Regions from separate parts of the Mus musculus genome. Here region 2 is linked to region 1. A link is a contact called in public Hi-C data. All regions are on one chromosome and are shown on one strand. Each heading gives the region's core, a stretch centred on a gene start, on an enhancer-like site or on the middle of the called end of the contact. The rest is flanking DNA. Distances are from core to core; before and after follow the strand shown.

Region 1 (4,791 bases), core at 432-2,931:
CTTAAAATGCTTTGCATATGTGGAGGACTTTTGGAGACCTTATCCATGACAAGCAGCCCCTAAGTGTCCTCCTTTGCTAGTTAATAGTCTCCCTCAAAATAGAATTTGCACTATTTTGTTCCATTTTTCTTTAGTGTCCCTTGTGGAGTCTTCTCGTCCCTCTGTCCCTGCCTCTCAGACTGACCCCCAGACTAAATGAGAATGATGACAGGTGATATATTGTCTTTTATTCCTCTGGCTCCTCACCTCTAAGTATTCTCTGAGGCATTTGGAGCAAGCGTTCAGTAACCTTGAAATGTCCCAATAGCTCAGATACCTTTATAAACAAAAAATATTTAGAAGACATGTCTCCTTCACACCATATAAGATGACACCTTTGGAAGTCTTTATGTGGTATAATATGTTAAGAGATATTTATGGTAAATAATAGAGATTAACGGAATGAAACTCAGCTGAGGGACAAGCCCAGAACAGGGAGTTTCTGCTGAAAACACTTGGTTGTGGGTCTGAAACCAGATCCTGTCTATTGAACATGGGGAAATGGAAAATTTTTCTGGAGAGATTTAAGGTCAAGGTTGTTGTAAGAGAATCAAAGCATCCCAGAAGGCACAGGCTGTTTCCTGCTCCCCAGTCTCCCTGCATCGGCCCTAAATGGGCGGTGTGTGTAGGGACAGTAGCAAATGATCGAGGATAAAGCCCTGTTCCGTTCCACCCATGCCTATTCCTAAGTGTATGTCACAAATATCGAAACAGCGCTTGATAGGAGTCCAACAGATTTAACTTGTCCCCAAATTCCTGAACAACGGTCCATGTAAATTTATTTCTTTTTATTTTTTTATTTTTTGGCAGGGTATAACTGAACGACTTCTAGGCATAACACTTACAGTGAACACCTACAGGAAGACAGGCAGCTGTGGCCACCCTCCGCACTGAACCTGGGAAGAGGAAGGCTGTGGGAGAGTAGAGGCTAACCACCCAAGTTCATGGAGTGCCCAGGAACTTGGCTTCCAGGCCTGAAACCTTAGTTCTGCATGGGTCTCAGGGATATCCCATTCTTAATTGCTTCTTTTTGTCGTGGTTGGGACATGGAGTCCAAGTAAGTCTGAGGTTCAAGGCCAGTGACTTCAGTTTGCACCCCCTTTTAATCCTCTGGTCTCCTGGGTCCTTTGCTTCAGACTGTCTCTGTTTTTCCCAGCCCCCAACGCCCCTCAACCTTCCGAATCATTTATCCTTTGGGGTCCACATCAAGAGACCATGATGTCCCCCACCCCCACCTCATCGCAAGCCTTCCCAGCCCTGCCCTCTCTCATCCCAATTTAAACAGCAGACTGTAAAGGTGAGCTGGGATCAGCTAGCAAGTTTTGACAGCCACCGAGGAGGACTAATGGGTTTCTAAGGAAACGGAGAGGCAGCAGCCATTTTAGTGGCATTTGCTGTACGAAAAATATATAGAGTCTGACATCCCCTCCCCACGCGCAACCGGGTGGCATCGCAGCAGAACTCCCCCTTCTTCCCTCCCCCGAGGTGAGGGTAGACGCGGGCCTGGCGGAGCGGGGCACCTGCCGCAGGTGTCGTGGGGTCGCCGCTCCTGGCGGGCGGGCGGGGCGGCTGGGCTCCCACGCGGGCGCCGCAGTGCAGCGCGGGCCTCGCGCCTGGCCCGCCCCTCGGTCCCCGCCCCGCAGGCCGCGGGAGCCCGCCGGGAGGCGCGCGGGAGGTGGCCGCGGCCCGGGGCCACCGCGCGCTGCTGCCCAACATGGTCGCTGCGCACGCTGCACACTCTCAGTCCTCGGCCGAGTGGATCGCCTGCCTGGATAAAAGGTACGTGGGGTGGGGTGCGGGATCTGGGTCGCGGGGGTCCACTCGTGGGGTGCCACCTGCGGGAGAGCATTCCACGTGCCGGGAACAGAATGCGGCGCCGTGGGGGACAAGGTGCCAGCCTGCCCTGGTCCCCTTCCGCCCCGCTGCGACTCCACGCTCCATTCATGGGTGGGTGGGTGGGTGGTTTCCAATGGGCACTAAGACCAGGGAGGGTACATACATGCGAGCTTCAGGCTGTCCAGACCCTCAGGGAGAATGTCATTTAAGTTTCCAGGAGGGGCGGGGAGAAGGGGGGTATTCATGCAGGTGCAGTCACCTTTTTTGTTTCCGGAAAACCAAGTGTTAGGGACTCAGTGGAGCTGTCAAGTCCCTTGCTGAAATCCACAGCCCTCTTCCCGCGGGCGCTCTCTCAAGGTCTGTGTTAGGAAGGTCACCGGAGGCGTCTTAATCTTCTGCAGAAAAGACCCTCACTCTAAAGAGAAATTTAAACCGCAGAGAGTGCTGGCTCTCGCCAGCCTCTGATGAAGGTGCCGTGGGTGACAACACACTGCAGTTGTTTCTAGGCTCTGTCGGTGGAATTTTCTGTTTGTCCAGATTGCAAATTTAACAGTAAACATTACACAGTATGTTAGCAATTATAGTTTATTACCCTAAGGAGAAAGGTGATGCATCTGAACTTTGAAAGAAACAAGCAAACGCCTTGCAGCGTGACCAGCCTCTGAGTCCCAGAGTTTGGTGCCAAAGGCCAGTGATTCACATCCTTCAGCAATCTGCATGATATCCGAATTGCATTTGTGGGAATTATTTTGTGCTCTGCCATATTGAAAATTTTTCAATGAACAGATTTGTGACCGGATCAAACTTGAGGATCTGAAGAGTGGCCGGCTGTGCCTGTTCCACTATTGTAGGCCTTTGATGGAAAGATATTAACTAACTGAAAAGAGCTAAATGAACTCATTTGAATAACTTAATGTGATAAACATTCTCGATTTTTAGTTACTACACAGTAGCAAGAATATTTTTGGCAGGCATTGCCCCATTTCTGACTAAAATGGTATGTTCTAATATTAGAGAAATTATATGCAGTAAACAGTAAGACAATTGAAGAGATGGTTAAGTCATACAGAATTCTGTGGAGGAATTAAAGGCACATTTAAGCCAAGAGCTTGCTAATGTGATCAGTAATCTAAATTTAATACTTTAGGAAAAGTGAATTATAAAACAAGAGATAATCAGGCGCTTGCACTTAACCTATAAATAGTGCTTCCCGTGAGTGATAATTTTGGGTAGTAAGCAACATACTTCTCTTTGCAGAGCTGCATAGCAAACAGTCAGTAATCCATTGGAGATCCTTTCGTCAGTGAATACTTAGGGCGAAGTCATGGGGCAGCGGCGGTGTGAGCGGAGTGGCCAGGACGTCTATCCCTGTGCTTCTGCTTGTAAGATTGTATTCGGCATGGATTTCTAGAACATGGCACCACAGTTTAATGCCACTATTCATAGTGGGCAAAAAAACCTCAAAAATGAAACAAAACCAAAAAACCCCACAAAAACACACACAAAACAAACAAAACCCAAAACAAACAAACAAACAAAACACTACAAAAAGGCCCTCCTTTTCTTGAGCCTCAAGTTCCTGACCTGCAGGCGAGTGGACAGATCGATAAGCTGCGGATGTTTAGGCTCAGAGCCCCCACCCGCTCTGAGCTTGTACCTCATCTCTTTTACTTCCTGAGTTTGAAAACTGAGTGTCCTTGGCTCACCCCCAGCAGAAGGGAGGAAAAAGCTTCCTAGTGCTTTGGAAGCTAGGAAGTACCCTGTATATGTTTTATTTCCACAGTGTGAAGACCTTCTTGTCTATTCTGTGGCCTCGATCCCAGAATTCCTCAGAAGAGCCATTTAGGAGGGGCTGTTTCATGGCAAGCCAGTAGGAGAGGCCGATTTTGAAGTTGCGATTTTGAATGTAGTCTGTTAAATTTTTAAAAGAGAGAATGAAGGCTGGGAGTGAGGATGAGAACTGTCTGGGGGAACTCCCAGTGCTGCCTTCTGTTCCCGGCTCTGTGGTGGGCATCGGGGTGTAACAAATGAGAGCTGCTTCTGGGCTGGGAGGGGCTGAGGGTGTGGTGGTGGGGTAGCTAGGTAACTGTGACTGCAGTCCAGTGATAAATGCTTCAATGAGGATGTGTAAAGTGCTTTGGAAATGCAGACTCAGGCCTGGGCGTAAGAGGCTGAGAGTTATTCTATCAAAGATAGAGAATAGGTCAGGCCAGGCAGAGGAGCAGCTTAGGCAAAGGCACACAGATACAGCCAGAGACTTGCCTATCCTCCGCACCTCGAATTTTTTTGTGACCAAATCTAGACTATAAGAAGGGACGCTTTATTTTCTAAGTCTTTTTACATGGACATTTCCAAGTGTGTACAAGAAAGGACCAATACAGTGAAGTGGTGCTTGGGACTATGATGCTGGGACCATATAGTAAGGTTAGCTGAGGAAGGTCCTTCCAACGTATGTATGAGCCCAGTGACCAGGAGTCTGAACAAAGAAGAGCACAGAGATTGGAAATAGAAGAGAGAACCATGGACCTAGCACAGCAGGTAGAATGTCTGCCGTACGGACACCTGAGTTGCCAGCATCTAGGCAGAAAGCCTGGCATTGTAGCAAACATCTGCACACCCAGCAGTGGGGGAGCATAGACAGGAGCTCATTGGCTAGCCAGTCTAGCCAAGTTGATAAGCTCCACATTCAACATCGTACCCTGTCTTATAAATAGGGCTGTGAGTGGTCAAGGAAGACACCCAGCATTGACTTCTGACTTCTACATGCATGTACATCTACATGCAGAAAACATACACACACACACACACACACACACAGGTACAAATGTACACATACAACCAAACTTTTTTAAAAAAAGATTCATTTACTTATTATGTATATAATGTTCTTCCTGTATGTATGCCTGCACTCTAGAA
Region 2 (5,067 bases), core at 1,125-3,624, 35 kb after region 1:
TTTCTAGAGGGTCCCCTCATCTCCCATCCTTGAGGCTGCATATTTCCATTTTTTCTCTTGGTCCTCTGGGCTTCTCTCCTGGCCCCTGGCCCAACCCCATACCTGATCCCATTCTCGTTTTCCCCTCCCATGACCCACCCAAGTCCTTCCCTCCCTCCTTCCCTTTGCCTCCTGTGATTACTTTCTTCCCTCTTCTAAGCGGGATTTAAACATCCTGTCTTAGGCCTTTCTGTTTGTTATACTTCCTACAGTCTACAGGTTGTATCCTAGGTATTCTGTACTTGTTGGCTAATATTCACTTATCAGTGAGTACATACCATGCATGTCCTTTTGGGTCTGGATTACCTCACTCAGGACATTTTCTAGTTCCATCCATTTGCCTGCAAAATTCATGACTTTCTCATTTTTAATCACTGAATAGCATTTCCATTGTGTTATTATAGTCTTTTAATGTTGTTTCCCAATTTTTTCAAACACAAGTTGAATCCAAGTCATAATTATAGTATGCTGTAGTAAATTAAAATTACACATTTATAGATTTTTAATGGTCAACTCTTTTTGTTATAAGTTTTAAATTAACTTCTTGTTATAGGCTTTATATATCTTTAACCATACCTAATAAATTTATAAATCTTGAGACAAAACTTATATTTTAGCAAAAGTCTTAGAAGATCAAGTAAAATCAATGGTCTGTTTTATTTTGTTTTGTTTTGTGAGCGTACTCTCTCTCTTCTTGTCACAAAATCAGGTGACTCACCTGTCATTAAGGTGATTAAGGTGAGTCAAACTTCTCCATGCTTGGGTCTAGAGGAGAAGCCATAACCCAACTCCCGAACCAGCTTTTCAATAAAGTTGAGTAGCATAAAACAGTATTTCAATATAATCCATATCAAAAAATTGAATCCAGTGACTATAGGGAGTAAACTGAGAACAGAGAAGGCTCAGAGGTAGAAATTCCAAGTTCTGGTTATTAAAGCAGCCATAGCAATCCATAAAAGTTGCTACGGTGCTGGTCTGGTGTTTCCTGCCAGGTCTATTCCTTCCCACTTTTGCAGACACCCCCACCCCAATTCTAAGTGCTTTCTGCTGCTCATCTTCCTGAGTGCCACAGCCAACACCTAGTAGCAGACTCAGGAAGAGAAAACAATGTTGCATGGAAGTTTTCAGGTGGCTGGGGCAGCAGATTTAAAGAGACAGACACAAGAGGGGGAAAGGAAAGAAGGAAATAAAGAAGGAAAAAGAAAAAGAATCCAGCAATCAAAGAACATGGAGTCAGAAAAAAAAATGAAGCTAGTTAGTATAGAACACAGAATGTTCACATGGTCCAAAGAGACCATCAAAAAAAAAAAAAAAAAAAAAAAAAAACATGAAGTGGGCATCTCCATTCACACATTTAACCAGGCTTGACTGATTTCCATCTCGGCTCTCAGTATCCAAGAACCAAGTGGGCAGAATGACTTCTTGCTAGAACCCTGAGCAGATGACAAACAAAACATAGAACAAAACATAGGGGAACCAAGAACCAGGTGCCGAAACCCAGGTGGCAATGCAAAGTCTTGCTAGTGCCCCGAGGAGTTCGAGTACCTTGTCGGGTACCTCTCTGTCCCCCAGGCACGACCCTGCCAGAAACAGTCATAGAAGGAGACACCTTCTAGCGGCTACCTTGGAGACCTCCTCAGATACGTGCTTGCTGGTTTCTTTTTAGTGTGGCATTTGGCTCTAACAATCTGCCAAACTGAAAATCCACCTTTGGAGTCTTGGAACATCTTCAAAGTGTGCACTCTCGGAGGCAATATTCCAGTCCCAGAAGCCCAGAGTGAAGGGCTTCAGAACTTGGGTTGAGGTCTTGATAGCCCTGCAATTGTTAACCCCACTGAATGAGAGTAAAGACCATTACTCAAATCCGTTTAGTCTAATTAAGCAAGCTTAGTTTCTGTAAGACAGGGCTACTTCCCTAAAGCAGTGTTTGAGAAAACAGCATCAAACACGGGATAAAGTGGAGTTTAGATTAGCTTTAAAACTGCAAGGCTAGGATGTTTTCAAGGGTGTTTTGTTTACATGGGAACTTGGCAGAACATCTCAAAATTATTTGGCAAAACATCTTATTAGGGTGGAGGTCAGAATATAGGGTGTGGGACATGTCAAATTCCATAAAATAGGTTAAGACAAAACCCAAGTTTTATACAAAACAGGAATGAGCTCGTTTTGAGCTTGTAACAAGATGACTTATCTTAGGATAAAGTCAGCCTGGGCCAGCAGGTTCCCAGTGTTGCTGTGAGGCATTACCGCGGCAGCAAGGAGCCTTGGCTCACTCCTGTGTGTGCACAGCAGGCAGATCACAGGCAACAGAGGTAGGCGCAGAGCTAGGTTCGGCTCTGAGGCAGTTGTCTGAGTCATCACCACCCTAGCAGCTCTAGACAGCAACAGAAGGAGAGATGGAGACAACCAGGCTTGCCCAGGGTTCCTGGATAAAATGAAGACAACTGATTAACTGGAATTTCAGATCAGTGGGAAATTAAAAGTATAAATGCATCCCTTTTATTGAAAGGATATACTTGTGTTAAAATTACTATTCATCTGAAATTTAAAATTTGGAGGGTATCTGGCAACTTTTAGTTAAAAGAAAAAAAAAAACCTCTCCACATAAGGATACTGCTTTGGGATGGAGGTTCATTCTTGGAAATTTTAATTTTTCAATATCGTGGACTTGCAAGAGACTGGGCGAAGCACCTGCAGGTAAAGGTGCTCACCATGCATCACCAAGTCTCTAGCGAGTCCATCTTTTAAAAAATTGCTTTTTAAGAATATTTACTTTAAGTTTTCTAACCCCAAATGGTCACCCCTAAACACATGTTCATGCAAATAATACTAAATGGACTCAGTAGGTTTTGTGTGTGTGTATGTGTGTGTGTAAAAATAATAGGAAAATAGCAAAGAGGTCACGACTTTGAGTGGGAAGTGGGGGAAATGGTGGAAGGAGACAGAAGGAATGGTAGTAACAATATAAATACAGAACTCGTGCTTGAAATTCTCAAAACATTAAATTAAAAACACTGCAGGAATCAGTTCTGTCCTTTTGCTATGTGGCTCCCAGATTGATGCAGGTGGTCAGGCTTGGTGCCTTCACTCACTGAACTATGCTTAGCCTGAATAAGATATTCAGTTAAGGGATAATGTAATGATGACTAACTGCAATAATCTGACTCCCTTCTATGAAGGTGGGACTAATGAAACGTGGGGTTAATTCTGGTGGTGTCTGTGGCAGTATGCATGACTCTTGTGTGTGTTGGCTGACCAAGGGAGGAGGCCCAGTAGCCAATACTGATCAGTACTCCAGGGCTGTCCTAGCTGGTGCTACTCTTTTGCCCAGCTTAGATGTAAGATAAATATGGACCAATAGTTGTTTGAAACAGTCCCCATTTGACTAGGGAAAGTCACATACCTCTGACTGACCCTGAATAGAACTATGATAGCAGTAGGTGCCAAGTGGATGGGGCTCCAGTTTGGGTTGTTTCCAGTGCCTGTGGGGTTTCCAGGAAATTCTTCTACACCTCAGATCAGTTTCGGCATATGAAGAAGGATAATAAGCACCTCATAGGACTAGTGTGAGGATCTGATGGCTAACAATCAACATTCATTCGGCTGTTAAACTGAATGAATGTTGACATCTTAGGACATAAATTGCCCCTTTGGGTCTTGAGAAGGCATAGGAAGCTATTGTATTCTCTAGGCCAGAACTTCTAGGATTTCCTTGTTATAGCCAAGGGTCTGGTTTCTAGAGCCTCTGGGGTCACCTGATTCATCAGGTAACAGCAGGGCATGCTTCAGTTAACTCCGCCATGGCATGCAAATGTAATTTTCCATGAGCCTGACATCACTTAAGAAAAGTTGGGACATACCTAGGTGACTTATGCCCAGAAATTGGTGACCCATAGTTGTGAAGGTTGAGATATCTAAGACACAAGGCCAGCATGTTTATCGTCTGATGAGGGTTTGTTTTCTGTTTTGTAGATGGTCTCTTCTTGTTGTGTCCTTTCACAGTGAAAAGGGCAGGCAAACTCTTTCAGCTATCTTTGACAAGGACACATCTTAATGCATGATGGTGGAGGCTTCATGACTTGATCACCACCCCAAGACCCCATCTCTGAATATTAACACTTCAGGTTATGATTTCAGCAGAAGACTTTAGAGTCATACCAACATTCAGACAGCAGTTGTACCATTTGTGTGTGCATGAGTGTATGTGCACATGTGTGTGTGTGTGCATATGAGCATGTGTGGTTATGTGTGTGTGTGCATGAACTTATAAAGGCCAAAGGCAGACTTCATGTGTGTTTCTCAATTGTGCTTGACCTTATTTTTGAGGGTCTATCTTCAAATATGGAGCTCACTGGTTTGGCTAGACTAACTGACTCAAAGCCCTAGGAATCCCATTTCTACCTCCTCAGTGTCAGGATCATGTGGGCGTTGGTGACTGAATGGGAATCCCCACACTTGTGCCCTGAGCCTTTTACCAATGAACTATTTCCCCAGCCACCAAAAGAGCCACTTTAGAAAAACAAGCTTCTGATTTTATCCATCTGAGCTGTTAGATGAAGACTGGAAAGATATAAAGCAGGGGGGGGGGGGTTACCTGAGAAGCTGCCATTCTGATTTGTTTAATGATGGTTTTCTCCAAGTACATTTATGCAATTAGGAGGACAAACCCTCATAAGTGCTAGTCTGTGTGTATGTATATGTGATATGTAAGTATACATGTGTGTGTGTGATATATAAGTATACATGCATGTGTGTAAGTGTGATATGTAAGTGTATGTGTGATCTATAAGTGTATGTGCATGTGATGTGTATGTGAGGGTGTGTGTGCCATGGCACACCTGTGACTGTCAGAGGCTAACCTTAGTTTGCCTTATTGGAGGAAAGGTCTCTTCTCCACTCTGCAGGTCAGGCTGTCGTGAACCTTGGATTGATTTTTCTTGTCTCAGCCCTGCTCCCATCTCCAGCAGAGAGTACCAGCCTTACAAATGTTTGACCTGCTATGTCTGGCTTTGCTGAAATCCTGGAGCT

The links. Hi-C and Micro-C count contacts between places; a contact is called where the count stands out from the background.
Region 2: a Hi-C map of cerebral cortex shows a contact between it and region 1, with 2.1 times the contacts expected there. The contact joins the enhancer-like site here to the promoter of Rapgef4 in region 1. A contact is called at or near these places in 1 of 39 promoter capture datasets (hippocampal neurons), 19 of 484 Hi-C or Micro-C datasets (the C2C12 cell line, cerebellar granule neurons, cerebellum and 8 more), 5 of 115 datasets of contacts at active chromatin or transcription factors (embryonic stem cells and neural progenitor cells) and 1 of 9 other capture datasets (pancreatic islet).

The regions. Positions count from the first base shown.
Region 1 is chr2:71,979,534-71,984,324 of GRCm38.p6, forward strand. It overlaps Rapgef4 (Rap guanine nucleotide exchange factor (GEF) 4), which reads left to right and starts at 1,682. Exons shown (of 31, transcript NM_001204165.1): 1 at 1,682-1,818. The coding sequence starts at 1,754.
Region 2 is chr2:72,013,872-72,018,938 of GRCm38.p6, forward strand. The region is part of intron 1 of Rapgef4 (Rap guanine nucleotide exchange factor (GEF) 4); the gene reads left to right. It overlaps Gm52555 (a long non-coding RNA gene), which reads right to left. Exons shown (of 3, transcript XR_003954040.1): 3 at 1,358-2,464. Among named protein-coding and RNA genes, the nearest start is that of Gm52555, 4.5 kb to the right of the region's middle. Within about 2 kb of position 2,375, at least 17 of the 459 cell types and tissues checked have an H3K27ac peak or open chromatin away from gene starts, as enhancers often do. A contact at or near this core is called in cerebellar granule neurons, cerebellum, cerebral cortex and 1 more, where this site is marked.